Regions from separate parts of the Mus musculus genome. Here region 2 is linked to region 1. Evidence: chromatin contacts called from public Hi-C data. All regions are on one chromosome and are shown on one strand. Each heading gives the region's core, a stretch centred on a gene start, on an enhancer-like site or on the middle of the called end of the contact. The rest is flanking DNA. Distances are from core to core; before and after follow the strand shown.

The links. A called contact is a pair of places that touch in the nucleus more often than the background predicts.
Region 2: a Hi-C map of bone marrow-derived macrophages shows a contact between it and region 1, with 41 read pairs. The contact joins two enhancer-like sites. A contact is called at or near these places in 18 of 484 Hi-C or Micro-C datasets (8-cell embryo, the AtT-20 cell line, CD4 T cells and 6 more), 4 of 115 datasets of contacts at active chromatin or transcription factors (CD4 single positive thymocytes, embryonic stem cells and pancreatic cancer cells) and 2 of 9 other capture datasets (bone marrow-derived macrophages and embryonic tail).

The regions. Positions count from the first base shown.
Region 1 is chr10:111,318,475-111,323,439 of GRCm38.p6, reverse strand. No RefSeq gene overlaps it. Among named protein-coding and RNA genes, the nearest start is that of Gm30095, 6.6 kb to the right of the region's middle. Within about 2 kb of position 2,654, at least 14 of the 459 cell types and tissues checked have an H3K27ac peak or open chromatin away from gene starts, as enhancers often do. A contact at or near this core is called in bone marrow-derived macrophages, where this site is marked.
Region 2 is chr10:111,453,741-111,458,027 of GRCm38.p6, reverse strand. No RefSeq gene overlaps it. Among named protein-coding and RNA genes, the nearest start is that of Nap1l1, 17 kb to the left of the region's middle. Within about 2 kb of position 2,912, at least 8 of the 459 cell types and tissues checked have an H3K27ac peak or open chromatin away from gene starts, as enhancers often do. A contact at or near this core is called in bone marrow-derived macrophages, where this site is marked.

The DNA of each region.
Region 1 (4,965 bases), core at 1,405-3,904:
TCTCATAGGGTTCAGCGTCTTCCATAAACAAAGTCAAGGCTGTATCCAACTTCCTAGATGCCTCAAATCGCCAAAGTTTCATTCAGAACTTGGTTGTTTGGAACAGATCCGAGGGAATAGGTAAATAATTCCATTCCCATTCACAGACTTCTAACTCACAGAGTACCCTAAATAGGGCCAAATGACAATCTGGGACGTGGCCAGATAGTGACACACATTTCCCAGGAACTCTCAGGTGGGGTTGAGTGTGGAGCAGGACGTGCGCCACACTGGGTTTCCCTCTGTGCTCCGTCTTCCTCCCTTACTACCCAGCTTCTCGCCAACTGGTCCAGAGGAGTGGGAACCAAGGAGAGGGCCAGGGTAGGATGTGTGCCCATGCGGGGAGGTTGGTCATTTATTCCCGAGGTCTGTGGATTCATACTCCTGTTTTATGTGTGCTTTCTGTACACTTGCTTTGAAGCAAGGCAGTCTGTTCAATTCTTTAAAATGCTGGTTCTCAGCCTTCCTAATGCTGTGACCCCTCGTCCCCCTTCTCACAGGTCCTTGTATTGTGGTGGTCCCCAGGCATAAACTTATTTTCATTGCTACTTCATGACTGTAATTTTGCTACTGTTATGGATGGATAGTAATGTAAACATCTGATAAGCAGAATATCTGAAATATGAGCCCTGTGAAAGGTCACCCAACTCTCAAAGGACCCGATTTACAGGTTGAAAACCACTGATTTAAAAAGTCTTAGAATTTGTATGTGTATGACTGTTTCCTGCATGCGTGTATGTGTGCCATACACATACCTGTTGTCTCTGGAGGCTGGAGAGGGTGTTGGATTCCCTGAAACTGGTGTTACAGAGAATTTTAAACCACCATTGGGTGCTGGGAATCGAACCCAGGTTCTTTGGAGAAGCAGTAAAAGCTCTTAAACACTAGCCACCTCTCCAGTCCTCCATTAGATTCCTTTAGGGCCTCAGACACCCAGACTGGAATCCCCACACCATCATTTTGCCCTCCTGGGAAGTCCCCTGAGACATTTGGAATGGATGAAGGTTCCACAGTTAAGGGCTCTGGCAAGATCAGGTTTTTAAATCAAAGTTCATCTCCCTCTGTTGCCCTGGAAATAGAAGACCTGCTCTGGAGGCAGTTTCTAATACTTCTTCTGCCTGAGAAGAAAGGAACGCTGGCTCAGGATTACAGATCTCTCCCTTTCTCTCTCTTCCTGCTATGGAGACAATTTCTTTTCTCACGGATCTGGTAAGAGGACAATGCGGAAAATGCCTCCCAGTCAATCCCAGTCAAGTGTTAGGTATGGAAGGGAGACTGTAGGGCAAGAAAACTGAGAACCACTGAGGTTGTGTGAGAGCAGAGAGAGAAAGAACTGCACCTACTCAAGTCAGATACCATGGCATGACAGAGAAACTGCCAGATTCACACAGGAAAGGAAAGGGACAGATTCACACAGGAAAGGAAAGGAAAGGAAAGGGACAGAACTGCTAGAATAGCTGCCATTAGTACACACACACACACACACACACACACACACACACACACACACATACACACATACACAAGCGCACACGCGTGCACACACACACAGGTATACGATTAAGGACTTTGAGATGCACGCCCTTGTCTCTTTTGAAAACATGATGAGAACACACACCTAGCCTCCTGGATCCTGACCTCGGGATGCTCCAAGGTTTGCTGTGTCTTCCTTGAACATGTCTGTGTCCCTCTGGTGACTGACCAGCAAGGAGTGACACTTGGAAAAGTCCAGCAGGAAAGGAATTATTGAGGCAAAGGGACCACATGTAATAGAGAATATCATAGAACTTCTCCAGTGGGGAGCAAAAGGAGTTCTTGAGTTTTGTGGTGAAAATACCCGAGTTTAGAGAGTAAAAAGTCCCATGTATCTGGAGTTTCTCTTTCCAGTTTCAGTTTCCCATGGTCAACCATAATCCAAAAATATTAAATGGAAAGTTTAGAAATACAAATGTGTGAGTTTAAAATTGTATATATTCTGAGTAGTGAAAGTGAAATCTCACACTGCCCTGCTCTGTCCATCCAGACATGAATCATTTCTTTGTCTTCACATCCAAGTGACATAAGCTATGTTGTCCTCCCTTGCCCCCACCACCCAGACTTTGGTAGCCATCTTGCTTGTCAATCTCACGATGCCTGTGTTCAAGAAACCCTGATTTTATATAGCAATAGCCTCAAAGTGCAATCATATTGACACTGGCAATTTAGACACAAGGGGCTGGAGGCTTCCTTTAAGCAAAATAAAGAAAAGGTATTAATAAAGAAAAAAGATCTTTCATGGGATAGTTCTAAACTTCACAGTAAAAACAAATCTGTGTTTGAAATTGTGGAAAAGAAAAAAAATCTGTGATTGTTTTTCTGTGTGTACTTCAAACTACAAAAGCGACCGTCACAATATGTGAAAACTGTTAAAATGGAAGAGAAATAAAATTTGTGTGCACATTGTGTTAGCTTTGCTGTGCCTGTGACATAATGCCTGACATAACTAAAGACAGGAAAGACTTATTTTGCTCTAGATTCAAACATTTCAGTCCTTCATGGTGAAGAGGGTACCACAGAGTCACCATTAGGCAGACAGGAAGTACAGTGGTGCAGTAACAGGAAGTGCTGGTGCAGGAACAGGAAGCTGTGGTACAAAAGCAGGAAGGGCAGTGGTGCAGTACCAGGAAGTACTGGTGCAGGGACAGGAAGTACTGGTGCAGGGACAGAAAACAGCCAGTAAGGCAGGATAGACAGAGAGAGAAGGTTAGGGGGACATCATGTTATTTATTCTAGCATGTAGATATTTGCTATAATGGTTGCATATATAGAGATAATATTCTTTTTATACCCAGATGTTGGAATAAGAACATTAACACAACAGTGAATCATGTTTAATGCCTAAGTATGGTGGTCTTTCTACTTTCTCACCTGTAAACCTACAGTTTTCCTAGAAATCTCACCAGAACCCCTGTTTACAGTAAAGGTCGTGTCTTACCTGCCTTGTATAACATGTGACCCAAGAGTGTCATCTTCTCAGTTTATCGTCCTGAGGATCCTTACTAGCCACTTTCTACTCTCAAGAGGAAACAAGGGGGAAACGGTTTCTAGCAACCCACTGAGATATAACTGGACAGCCAAGACCATACCTAGGCCGATCAGTGAGCTACTTACAGACAGTTGTCCTTCGAGAAGCCCACTTTTTCTTTGAGAGCATCTCTTGTTACTGACCCTGCACTTAAATCTATGCTAAAAACTTCCTTTTAAGAAACCCAGCTCTACTTCATACTAGCTTGTTCTGAAATTCTCTTCTGTAGTGCAGTCAAGGGCAGGTTGCTGGTGGCATTTCTGGGTGACGTTTTGCTATACCACCAACACCATGACAAAATATTCTCCAAGGATGTGGATCTTGTGGCTTCCTCCAGTCAGGCCCCACTTTTCACAGTTTTATACCTCTTAAGTTTTTTTTTTTTTTTTAATTAAATCCATCAATGAGTCAAACCATTCATCATGTCAGAGTCCTCATGACCCAATTCCTTCTAGAAACTTCCTTACAGAAACATTCAGAATGTGCTTTGATAACTTTCTAGGCATTCTCGATCCAATCAAGATTAACCTGGTGTGTGTGTGTGTGTGTGTGTGTGAAGAATCCCTACACACAGAGCTCAGAGGTCTCCACAGTTGGAGTTCTCAGCATGCATTGCTTGTGAATCAGGAGAATTAATTCTGGCCAGAGAATGACTGATCTGGAGATAGACTTGAGAGATAAATTGCAAAGATTTCCTGAAAGTGAAAATTTAAGTTTTTTGGTTGACTGAGCAAAGCCATGGTCTCAATAAGTAGAAAGTGGAATTACTCTACCTGTGCATGACATATGTCATAGAACACAGTGAATGGGGTCTGCAAGGGGACAGGAACATGTCCTCCAGATAGTCCACAAACATTCCTCATGAGAAAAATTGGGCCAGTTCTTGGTCTTTTTCCATGAGAGAAGATGTTCCACACCCAAGAGAGATGTCGAAACAGCACTGGCCGAATAACATTCTCTTCAAGTCCTACCACCCCTGCCCCTCTACCCTTTGCTCCAAATGTGCAGGAATCAGTGGAATCCTGGGAGGCAGAAACAGAGAAGGGGGGAGAACGGGCTGCCCCCCACTTCCCAAACATAGGTTCTGAGCAGAGAAGAGAAGACATTTTTAATTAAGGGACTGAAAGTTTGATCTTAAATCTGTCTGGATTTCCCAATAACTATAAATAAAATTGTTTTGTTATCTGAAGTGATGGGTGAAGCAGGGGATCTGGCGGAGCTGCAATTGGGAGATAAGAGGGAAGAGAAACAAGAGAGGTTGAAACAGTGGAGGAAGAAAACCAAAGGATCCTCCTCAGGGCCGCCATCTTTAAGGCAGTGAGTGACCTTGGCAGTCTGCACACACTGCAAGGCGTGGGGACACCAGTAAGGGCTGTCCTGAGATAACTGAGACAAGACTGGGGCTCAGAGAAAGGCACCCTCATGCTGTACACTAGATGTCTACATCTCCACCCTGCTACATTTGCATCGTGCTCGCTGGCTCCTGTCGCACCATTTCCCCAAGCTTGCTCTCCTCCATTTCTAGGTAGTTCTTAAATTTTATTTTTGCTTTCTTAGATTCTGCAGGTAACTAACTGGAAGGCATTACCGGGTGGGGGTTTCTCCTCAACCCTTTTCTTCGCCAGAGAAACAAATCAGCCAAGAGGCACAAGTAAAGCTGAAATTAATTTAACCAACGTGACAGGACATTCCAGAGACAAGTAGGAGTGGGCTGACCTGAAAGGGGGCAGGTGGAGTAGAGTCTCTTTGGGTTCTGAATGGTTTCTTATTAAAGTTTATTAATATTTATGAAATACATGGCATATTTGTGGAAGTAAGGTGGCCTTTCCTCCTCCTGCTGCCCCAGATCATGATGGAGCCAA
Region 2 (4,287 bases), core at 1,663-4,162, 130 kb before region 1:
CAATGATAAAAAGTATCCTGTTTACACTGTCCAATAGGATAACACCGGAGAGCCACACAAAGATGTATTTCTCGTGGGCTCCTGTGATGTGCAGAATATGAGCAGGGTGATGTGTGCTATGAGGTGGGTGTGTGGGCTGACAGCACCCCAAAGTAGTCTATGACTTAGTTCGTGCCCATGGCCAGCAGGTCCCCTGGATATGGGGACTGAATCCAGTTCTGCTGAAGCAGCAGGTGCTCTTAGCCACCGCGTCATCTCTCCAGCCTCTATAATATCTCGGTGTAGCTTTCCTGTGTTTGAAATGGAATTACCGTGGTCAAAGACCTGAAACTAATTCTAACTTTATTAATTGTACTTAATATAAATTTGGATGTTATGATTGGAGGACACACAACAGGCAGTAAAAAATAGGCCCTAAATGAGCCAATCAATTAATTGCATCTGAATTTAAAACTCTCAAGGCATTAGGATTTTTGTTCCTATTGCAAATTCTAAACATGAAATAAAATTGTTTCACTATTTATTCTGAGCCGAACATTGGCTCAGCCTAGAAAATATCTACATGTCATTTGTTCTTGTCGGTCCTTGAAGATCGGTGTTTCGATATCTTTCTCTGTACTCTACAACATTCAGGAACATTTTAAAACTGCAGATGGGAATTAAGTCCATGTTATAGAATCACTTCATTTAATGAGCAGAATCAGTGTTCCCATGCCTTAAGAAACCAGAAGGACAACATTCCTCTATGCTGTTGGTGGTCCTCTGGGTTTTTATAGCAAAGTTATCTTAAGAAGTAACAGATGTAGAGGCTGGAGAGATGACGCAGTGGCTAAGAGCACTTGCTGCTTCGGCAGAACTGGATTCAGTCCGCATATCCAGGGGACCTGCTGGCCATGGGCACATATTAAGTCATAGACTACTTTGGGGTGCTGTCAGCCCACACACCCACCTCATAGCACACATCACCCTGCTCATGTGTTGTACATCATAGAAGCCCATGAGAAATATGTCTTTGCCACAGACGATTATGGCATATTTGACAAATGTTTTGAGATCTGTGAAGCATGTAGTGGGGTTAAAAAATTACGAAGAGATGTTAAAAGTTGAGACACTCAAGCCATTACATTAGAGATGGGGCTGTGCTATCCAGAAGGCCTATCAGAAGCAACGGTGAGTGGTCTTGCCTTACAGAAAGAGGTGCCCAGGAAGGAGTTTATAAGTCCTGAGGCCCTACACGTCCAGCATCATTCCTGCGTTCTGCTTCATCACACTTGTACCTCGGCAGGACCACCTCGGTTGCTTCTTTAAAGCCAGAAGGTTAAGCACATAGGCTCAGCATCCTCATAATTAATTTTGCCACTGTTAGGAATCATAATGTAAATATCTGGTATGCAGGATATCTGATATGCGACCTAAAGAGGTCTTGACCCACAGTGGAGAACCACTGCTCTAGAGAATCTCAGAAGTTATCAAGTTTAATTCACACCGGTTTACAAGGAAGGAGTAAAACCATCACGTTTCAGAGCTACGGGAAGCCAAGGTTCAGACAGAGTAAAATGCCCAGCTCAAAGCCTGCAACGGGTACAACAGAAGTTGAAGCCCATATCTTCCTGACAGTGGCTTAAGCAATCAAATGCCAAAATACACATTGAATCACTTGATTGCTATAGCATATGCAGACACTATATGACCTTCAGAGACATCCTCGTGGGAAAGTGCCACTTACACTTTTAGGGAAAGTCCATAAAGTAATTCGTTTGGATAGTATTTGGTTCTATAAAACCACAGTTGTGGTCAGTTCTACTATTGCCTCGTGGGGTTGAGCACGAGGAAAACCGCCTCTTCTAGTGCGTACTGTTAGTAGGTAGAACAGACGTCGGCAACCTGTAGGGCTTGCCTTGATCAGTAGCTGCCAAGAAATAGCCAAATTTACTGCTTGGCTATTCCAACAAACTTATCTCAGGTGCCTGGTGATACCATTTGTTTGTTCAATGGTGTGATTATTTTATTATAAGGCTGAATGTTGGACACGGCAGAGTTCCTGAGCTGATTCAGAGGGAGGCGTGGAAGAGAATTACACTGTTGACAAGAGTCCTACAGGGTAAATCAGCGGTGTTATCTTGCTGGGTGATAGTCCTGGCTTAATGTGCAAATTGTAGATTTATCCAGCACTGATAGTTCATTGCATATAATGTTATATAAGTACATGAGAAAACAGTGTAAAAATAAATAAGAGGTATAAGTATCTCCTATATTTATCATGGGATACCTAATAATCTGACTGGATTTTCTTCTAGCAGAATTCTAATTTTTAAGAGTTCTCATGGAAACATACAAATCAGTTTTAGTATAATGATAATGGAAATAATGTCTTTTTTTTTTCTGGCGTCTGTATAATTCAGAGACGACAAAGATGAATAGGTTCTAGGCTTTCTGTTCAGAAGATTAACAAGTAAAAAATCATGCCTTTGTGAGATGGTTAGTTCTTACACTGGGAAGTTGCACGAGGAGACAACCAAGAAAAACTAACACTTCCTGTGTCTGAAGGCTCTCGGCCATTGTCCTGGACAGAGGAATGAAAACCATTAGGGTAGTCCTAGCCTTCAAATCAGAATTGGCAGAAATCAGTCTGAAGACTTCATATTCAATGTTGAATTTTCCTCCAGTGACATAAACGGAGGTTGATTTTCCTATGGGTCAGCCAGAAATCAGCAGACACAGGCATTGGCAACTCAGAGCAAGAATCTGGACCACACGGGAGACCTGTCTCCCTCAAGTTCAGATGCAGGCAATTTGAGCTTTAATTTCTTATCCTAATGGCTTTTTTCTTGGGGGGTGAGACTTCTAGAAGATAATGAGGTAAGGTCACAGAGCAGCAGCATTAGTGGCTTTAAAAGAGGAAGAAGATGGAGGTTGGGAAATACTTTCTTCTAGATATGACAGGGCTGTGGCATCCCAGGACTCTCAAAAGCTTATTGAATACTTATCTAAGACATGTAATCGGACCTGCTGGCAATATTTCCTTGTGGGGGAGGGGAAAAGGGGAGACGACCTCATAAAGCATCTCCCCTCCTGAAGATGTATAAGTAGTTAAAGGCTGCTATAAAGCAGGGGGCCATCCTTCTCCAATATCACCACGTGATCCATCATCCTATCACAACGCAGCAAGAAGACTCATCCCAGGTCTGAGCAAACGCTGGATCCGTCTTCTTGGACATCCTAGGCTCCACATGTATAAGTGAAATAAATGTCTTTTCTTTATACACTACTTGGTCTTAGGGACTCTGTTAGAGCAACAGAAAACAGACGAAGCCTTTACTGCCCCTCCTTATGATCTGTAGCATATCAGAGGAGCTGTGTGCCAATGTATCTGCACCGGTCTTTATCCCCGGTGTTCCTCTTGTGTTCAGAAGTGAAGAAGGAGTTGACGCAAGAATCAAAGCAGCTTTGAAGTATGGCCTCCAGCAACCTAAGGTAGAATGGACCAACCCTTCTGCTCAGTTACCAGGAGCCTCCCTCCCATGCCTGCCCTTCACTGTTAGATCTGTCAGCCTGAAATGTCAGCAGAACTGCATCTGATTTAGGGGGCATCTCCTTGGAAATAAAAGCTGTATGGAAAGCTCCTTCTTAATGCTGGAGATCAACTCCATCGAGACCACGGCAGTTTGGAAGTGTTGAGGCCAGAAGGAAGAGACTTTAGAAGATGAGTCTCTGGGGATAGGACCCTGGTCAGGGCAGTGCTGGAGCAGAGAGGATGCATGCTCAGAGCAGGGAGTTCTGATCTCTGGCTGAACGCCTCTCTGGTCCTACCTGATAGAATGTAAAAATTCTGGAGAGCATGGAAGTGATTGTCAGCAGTAACACAACACAGAATACAACTCAGGAACACACACACACACACACACACACACTTCAGCACGTAGGGAAGATTGGTCCTATTACAATGGACCCAGTAACTTGAAAAGAAGTGTCTCAAGAGTTGGGAAAGAGCTGACCATGGTGGCACACACCTTCAATCCCAGCACTTGCGAGGCTCAGGAGGATACCAGGATCTGAAGCCAGCCTCATCTACATAGTGAGTTATCAATCAATCAATCAATCAATCATTGATTGATCAATATGAAAATCCTAACTGGTCCCCAGGGCCACCTCAACAGAGGCCCATGAGCCAGGGAAGAAGGATCTTTTGGTTTGGTTTGGGTTGAGTTTCTTTCTTTCTTTCTCTCTTTCTTTCTTTCTTTCTTTCTTTCTTTCTTTCTTTCTTTCTTTCTTTCTTTCTTCCTTCCT